Linked DNA regions of Zea mays: region 2 is linked to region 1. A link is a contact called in public Hi-C data. All regions are on one chromosome and are shown on one strand. Each heading gives the region's core, a stretch centred on a gene start, on an enhancer-like site or on the middle of the called end of the contact. The rest is flanking DNA. Distances are from core to core; before and after follow the strand shown.

What was found. Hi-C and Micro-C count contacts between places; a contact is called where the count stands out from the background.
Region 2: a contact with region 1 is called in a Hi-C map of endosperm, with 2.7 times the contacts expected there. The contact joins the promoter of LOC100281020 here to the promoter of LOC100284377 in region 1. A contact is called at or near these places in 5 of 25 Hi-C or Micro-C datasets (ear, endosperm, leaf and 2 more).

Annotation. Positions count from the first base shown.
Region 1 is chr1:287,338,256-287,342,173 of Zm-B73-REFERENCE-NAM-5.0, forward strand. LOC100284377 reads right to left here and starts at 2,074. Exons shown (of 6, transcript NM_001366698.1): 1 at 689-2,074; 2 at 503-571; 3 at 359-427; 4 at 166-252. The coding sequence starts at 1,660. LOC111590572 reads left to right here and starts at 2,328. Exons shown (of 3, transcript XR_004855647.1): 1 at 2,328-3,113; 2 at 3,200-3,918.
Region 2 is chr1:287,496,342-287,500,259 of Zm-B73-REFERENCE-NAM-5.0, forward strand. It overlaps LOC100281020 (plastoquinol-plastocyanin reductase), which reads left to right and starts at 2,147. Exons shown (of 2, transcript NM_001368340.1): 1 at 2,147-2,196; 2 at 2,339-2,900. The coding sequence starts at 2,380. The coding sequence ends at 2,733.

The DNA of each region.
Region 1 (3,918 bases), core at 824-3,323:
TAGAACTATCCACCAACATAGAACACAGGAATAATTTCGAGGCTGCAACCTATTTATAACAATTCAAAAGTAAAGAACTGATGCCACATAACTATGATGGTGTTAATTTAACAGGACTACAAAAAATGGTTCTTTAGTAGCATGTGGTAAGATTAGTTATTATACCAGCGGATCCATTTCATAGTTGGCTGGTTCCAGCACAAATTCCTCCTCCTGAACTACTCCATTAACCAACAAGTTACCATCACGTACCTATTAAATACAAGGGACACTGATAAGCTCATATACTCCCAAAAAAAGTAATGCCAAAATGATGGAAAATATAGAGAAGGTTACTACCATTGGGATAAAAGCTTACTTCAACGGTGTCCCCGCTCTTAGCCACAACTCTCTTGATGAACACATCACCTGAGTTGTAGCCCAATGCCTACAAAGATTGTTCTGATTATAATAAGAAGCCCCGAAGAACTACATAAGACAATGGAGAAACAATGTATCACACCTGAAGGACTGGAGGTGCACGAAATATCACAATGTCCAAAATTTCTGGCTCCCGGAAAATGTACGAAACCTACAGCCACAATAGGGGCTAGACATTAGATGCATGTTCACCAATAGAAGCAGATGATACATTATAAATTCACATCTGTATTCATATAACAAAGGGAACCAAAATAAAACATACTACCTTCTCAGCAAGGATCCGGTCACCAACATCAAATGTTGGGAACATTGACCTGGATGGGATGGATCTCGGCTCAGCTAGGGATGATTTATAGAGCAGTGGCACGGTCACGGCGGCGAAGACTGTCTTTGCATCATCTGAGCATGAGCTCACCCACTTTGAGAGCCAACCAGTCTTCCTTCTCACCCCTGCACCAGCAGGAATACTAGCACCACTCTTCTTCACCATTCCAGCCACACCAGAGGCAATGGCTCCCCTTCCAATCTCAGCTGAACCTGAGGCGATGCTAGCACTACCAACCAATGCTTGTATGCCGACCTTGGAAGGAGCAGCAACAGCAGGTGATGGCACAGGGCAGGGAGATGGAGCGGCTGCGCGTTGTGTAGGACGGGGCGATGGTGCAGTTGTCCGCGGTACAGGCGAAGCAGTTGAACCTGCTGGGCGTCCTGAGCTGCGCGACGTCGTTGCAACAGTGACTATGTCGCTGCAGGGGAGCCACTTGCTCGCCTGCAAGAACGGGAGGAGCGCCGCAGGGTTGAACCCGGCTGATATTGACGGCGACGCAGCAAGGGAGGACGCACCAGCAATGCCACCAGTCGATCCCATCCCAGACGCGAACACCGACAGCAGCCCCACGGCCAACGAGGCTGGGGGGTCATCCACCGGCGGCGCCGCCTTCCCGGAACACGACCGCGGCAGCAGCAATGAGTGGCCGCCTCCTCTTGCTGCGGCGGCGGGGGCTAGAGCCTTGGACCTGGGCTTCGGGTGGTTGTGATCCTCGGCGTCATGGTGGGGGTCGGCGCGGCGGGAGGAAGCGAAGAGGCAGAAGGGGTGGGATAGCGCGTCCTGGAGGAAGCGGCACCCCGGGCCGAGCGCCGCGCTTGCGCCCGCAGCCACGGTGCAGCGGAGGCCGAAGGACGCGGCCAGGTTCTGCGCCACGTAGCCCGAGTAGGACACCGTAATGCGGATCGCCATCGCGGCCGCGCTTCGCGCACGAGCGAAGGCGGAGGAGGGTTCCCTTGGGTCCTTAGACCTTACTGAAGACAGCGGCCCATTCCGGTCGGGTGGCCGTCGGCGGGAGGGAGCGCGGGGTATCGGAGATCTAGAGTTCCGCGGGTGGGCAGCCGGAGGCGGCTACGCGGATCCTCGGAGTAGGATATAATATCGAGTAGCGGGGGTGGGTGACCGGCGAGGTGCGGCCTCGCCGGTGGCGGCCGCCGAGGTGAACGTCGGAGGCGGCGGGGTTGGTGAGGAAGGGGAGAGATGCGGGGTGCTGTGCTGTGCTGTGCTGTGCAGGGAGGCGGGAGGCCTGGACCCTGGAAGCCGGGAGGGAAGGGACGACGCGGAGTTACCGGATTTTTGGCCCAACTAGTTGGAACGAGTGCGGTGGCCACAGGCCAGTGGCTGGCCCGTGTGGGTGGGTAAAAACTGGATGTCGCGTGTTTTATAACATTCTGGAAAAGTAAATAGTAAAAAACGATTGAGAGTGAGAGACCTTTTCCATGCTTGGATAATTTGGTGCTCGGTGTACTTTGTGCTTCCCATCACTAGTATATCTGTACATTGATGCCTTGATGCTTATGGTATTTTTCATATCCTATTTTCAGTAGAAGAAAAGAAGCTTTGTGGATATTTATATTTAATCACATCTATACTACTCTTTAAGACAATAGTGTAGGCGTCCATATCCACGGTTATGCCCCTATCCTCCGCGATCCCCAAGCGCGCAAATCCCGTCTCTAGCGCACTCGTCGCTCGCGAGATCTCGACGCCGCCGCCGAGGCCCCAGCACCGATCGTGGCAGCAGAGGAAGAGAGGGAGGTGGTGGGCTTGTCCAGGGCGACAGCACCTGCACCGATCGTGGCAGCAAATGATGAAGGGAGGGAGGCGGCGGGCTTGTCCACGGCGAAAATGGCCATCTCCGGCATGGTCGCCCCTAGCTCTAGAGACGGTGCCGTGGTAGGGTGGGCTGCGCGTGGCGGCTGCCCAGGTGCCGAGGTGCGGTCGTGATGCTCGGGAGCCGCAACAGCCAGCCGCCACCTCCCCCGTGGCCCTGCCCCCAAACCCGCGATCCTCTCGAGCCGCCCCCACCCCGCCCCACCGTTCTCTAGCAGTCTGGCTCCATCCGCAAGCCCCGCACGTCTCCATGATTCCACGCCCCCCGCCACCAGCTCTACACCCGGTGCTCCGCCTCCATGCCGCAGATCGATCACGTCCCCACTCCCCAAGGCTTTGGTTTACACCGGCAACTATTCGCCCTTCCCTACTAAATCTGCGATCATTTCTTCTCGATTGTGACCATGGCGACTCAGGTATCCCTCGTCATGTGGAGGGCGGTCTTCTCAGCGCTAGGCTTGCTCGTGGTGGCCACGCTGGTGTACACATTGGCCACTGACGGCTCGCTGTTCCATCCTGAGCTGGTTACGCCGTAAGTACTGCTTTTAGCAACGTTTCTAGCTTCTTATGTGCACGGTTCTATATTAGTAGGAACCCACCACATTTTTGTGGAAACAGGTATTTGTGAGGGATTCGGGTTATATTTGAGTTGTATGCTGAGAACAAGGATGAGACTAAAGAATTCTTTCAAACAACAGCTGGTGCCATTTTTCTCTCTTAATTTTCATGAGCATCCAACACATAAAATTGAACGTTTCATCTAAGCTGAGCAGGTTCATCATTTTTATTCTTACATTTAAAATTGTTCTTTTGAGGAGTAATTCAGAACATATTAGTGCCTTATAACGTATGTCTTCTCTTAAATTCAGAACATATTAATGCCTGAATGATGGTCTTCTACCAATCGTGAGTTGATACATGTTTATGCCTTTTATGGTTTTCTTCAAAAGGTTGGCAGTGAATACAACTTTACAAATGTAATTTCTCTCAAGGAGCTATTCAGGCAACTTTGTATTGTTAATTAGAATTTTTTGGATCATGTAGAGGAATGTTTCTAACTCTAATAATCACAGGGATTAGCATGGGGAGGTATATGGGACAGGGAGTAGTAATGTTTGTCTGGTTATGAATGCATTCAAGAAAGAATATCTAAAATAACTCCCAAATCCAAATAGTATGGCGAGCATTGTAAAATCATTATAACGAATTTTTGCTTTTAAAGTTCTGCTCTCTTTGCAGGTCAATTTTGCTACTTAGCATTCTTTTAGATATCATAACTTGTTGCATTCTTAATTTGTTCCCACATGTATAAGTTTTAGGCAAAGAAGGAAATGGTT
Region 2 (3,918 bases), core at 897-3,396, 160 kb after region 1:
CTCATGTAGCTTTATAAAAAAAGCCCCTAACAAATCACGATTACAAATACGGTTGGATATAGATCCAACGGATCAAGAGAATTGCTTGCACGCTTGCATCTAATAACTGCTTGCATATTAGTCGTTGTCATAAATAACCCCCAGTATGCATTGTTTATGGATATGAAAACTTTTGTCCAACGGAGTTAATTACCTATCTGATTTAAATCATTCTCCAACATCTGGCGTCCAACCATTTATGTGAGATCACTAACACCGCACACGACCACAAACACAATCGCTAGACTCACGAAGAAGACAACACATAGTGTAAACGAGAAGTTTTCTTACCACAATCATAAAAACTAAGCGTTGCTCAAATAGATCAAAATCAAGGCAAAGAAGGAGGACAAAGACTCTGCAACCAAACAAAAAACAGAACCGCTCTGTTCTAGATTACCAAACACAGAACAGAGCGGCTCCGTTCCTAGAATCAGGGATGGAACGGCTCTGTTCTACTTGGCTCCTCAACCAAACACTACCTTAATTAAAGAATTGCAAGACCAACTAAAAGCCAAACAAGCAGAACTTGAAGACTCCCAAAGAAGAGCAAGAAAAAATCATTAAAAAGGAATTCAAGAAGGCAAAGCCACTCGTCGACACCTAAACGACGAAATTCACAATATCAGCCAAGATGACATATATGACGTCAATCTAGGATTTACAACAAAAGCTTCACAAGAGAAAAAACTCACAACGTTCTTTCATCTCTATTGATCCAACTTTCCGGCTATCAACAAATCTACAGGTGGTGCAATGGCCTTTCGGCTATAAATTCGACATGCTCCCAATTTATGATCGTCTGTTTGATCAAGACAATTCCTGATGAGCTTTCAAACAACAACAATCTCGGGGGAGGTGACAAAGCCACACTAGCAAAATCACTCAACATAGTAGTGAAAGGACAAGCTCAACGATGGTATTCTCTGTTTCACCCAAAGTCAATCCAATTTTGGGACCAAATAAAAGCCAACCTACTCATTGATTTCCAAGGATTTTAGCCAACGCGACTCACAATAGTAGATCTTTTCAACTGTAAACGACAACCTAAGGAACCTCTAACTCAATATTTCAGAAGATTCATTTGAATCAAATCACAAATGCCCAATATACCAGACAATGTGGTTTTCATAGCGTCAATTACAAGGCTTTGAATGGGGCAAAGTGCATCACACTTTGCTAGAGAGCCACCAAAATCTATTTCTAAACTTTACAAAGTCATGCATTTTTTTTGCAAATCGGCATAGATCATAAAAATGAACTGAAGAAGAAATGAGCACTCAAGCCCTAATAAAAAATAACCATAATCAACCCAAATGAACTGGTTTGGAGAGAAGACCTTTATCTTCCTTCCATCAAATAAACCATATCAACAGCAATAACGCAACAACTGTTAAAAGAAATTTTCAAAAGAGAAGTCACCAAAGAGACAGAACATTTGGTAGAGATGAAACAAGTTACAGAGGACACAAAGATGGACCGGTCACAAACCACTAAAACTTGAGAACATGTTCTATATAGTACACGAAAAAAGGACAGATTACATATCAGAAATATGTCCAAAAATGAAGAAAAAGCATTATCGAGGTACAAGAGGAAACAAAATTAACATCTTAGTCAAATACAATCAATCATGTCTTTGAGGACCAAGCTTCACCTCACCCATTAATTGTACTAATCGCACAACTCATTCAAATGCATCATTCCCATTCAATTATGATCACATTCAATCAGTACAAAATCAATGAAGACAACCAAGCTCTCAACAATCTAATTTTCAATTGCCCCAACAATATGTTTCAGCAGCAAACAACTACTCCCTTGGAAAGCCGCTAGTGAACGACAGCCGCCACATAATTGTAGCGTGTGCGTACGTGTGCATCCCACGGACGCCTCAGACGAAAAACACAGGCTTGTGTGGAGCATCCCTGGCCAATCAGCGTCCCTCCCTCCGACCACCAAATGGACCTCCTCCATGTCACCACCAAGGATTGAAGGATAAACTCTCCCTTGGCCACCGCCCATTCTCCGCCCCGCCTTATCCTCCCCTCATCCCCCGTACAAAACCGCGCTCCCTCCCGCCCGCCCGCCGCTCAAGCCACCTACACCACCACCTCGCCGGCCACACTCGTCTTTCTCACGAGCCACAGCCCACAGGTAAGCGTCGTTGCTTCACGCCCCGTTCCAATTCTCTGCACTGCATTACAGTCACAGCGCGTCCGTCCTGACTCCTGAGTCCTGACGCTCGCGCGCTGCTTTGCAACTCCTGATTGTCACTGCCGGTCTTGCCCGTCACCAGGCACAGGCAGGCTCTCGAGCTCAGTCCACCCATCGCAGGGGATGGCGTCGTCGTTCGCCGTGGCAACGGTCCCGTCGCTGGCGGCCCCGGCGGCCAAGAAGCGGTCCGGCGGCGTCACGTACGTGGAGGGCATGAACGCCTACAGCGGCCTCAAGGGGCTCAACAAGGTGAACATGCTCGGGGTGCGCAAGACCGCCGACTACTCCTTCGCCAAGGTCGTGGCGTCGCTCAGCCCCGCGGGCAGGAAGCGGCGCGGCGGCGCGTTCGGCGCCCAGATGAACGACGCCGCCGAGATCTTCAGGATCGCCGCCACCATGAACGGCCTCGTGCTCGTCGGCGTCGCCGTCGGGTTCGTGCTGCTCCGGGTGGAGGCCGCCGTCGAGGAGTCCGAGTAGGGTGCGTGGGCCTGCCACTGTCGGCTGTCGCCCCGGGCCGCAGTCTGCTTCAGAAACCGTGATATATATATAACCAGATGTACGCTTTCGAATCAATTTACTTTGGTATGTATCCATGACAATTGGTGAATACTGTGGAAATATGTTTTTGGAGTCGAGGCCTGCAATTGATCGATCTCCAGGTGATCACATCAATGACCGAGTGAGAGGAATGCAACCAAAGTTTTTTTTTGGGGGGTGCAGCTTATGGTCCCTTTGATGCTAGTTTTCAAACGTTAGTATTCCCTCTATCGATCCCGACAATAAATACGATAAATATTCTATTTAATTTTTAAGCACTATATTTATTTTGCCTCGTTCAAATTATCCATACATGTTATGGCCCGGATGGATTGCTATCTTGTTAGTCATGCACCGAGCATTTTAGGACGGATACTTTTTATCGACAATAACAAAGACATTTTGAGAACGAAAAAAATGGTTTGGAAAAAGTCATTCACTTCTTAATATTGTTTAGAGATTTATGTTCTAGCTTTTTTATCAGCTTTTTTAGCTGCTTCTTTTGTGAAGTCTATACTTCAATCAAGTTATTTTTTGGAAGTTGTTTAAATTTATAGAAATTAACAAAGATTTATATCATCTTTATTTTAATTTTTTTATTAAAATTGTTATACTCGCTTAAAGTCATGCGATGTATTAGTCTTCAAACCAAAGAAGAATCAAATGCATGGCCCTCCTGCTACATAATAGGCGCATGTCCTTTAAAAACAGCTGTTAAGGTTGTCTCTCCTGCTACATAATAGGTGCATGTGTTTTAGAAACAGTTGCTAAGGCCGACTCTAACATCTTTTTCTATCTCATTTCTTATTTTAAATTTTACTATATAAACAATATAAAACAGTATTTTATATTGACATATACACGATCTACTAAGCACAGTTTACCTGATTACACACATATAGACTATTGTCTTACAACCATTATAGGCGGATCTTGTGGGTCGAGAAATGTGCAACCTTTACCGACAAGCAACTTTTATATGTTACAACACCATGGTTCCATTAGAGAATGTACTACTCTAGTACAGTTTTTCAAGTAAAAGACATGTTTAACATATATATAGATATAATGAAGTGTATGTGTATCTAAATCCTAGCTACTAGTTAGTTGTTCATGTATCACTGT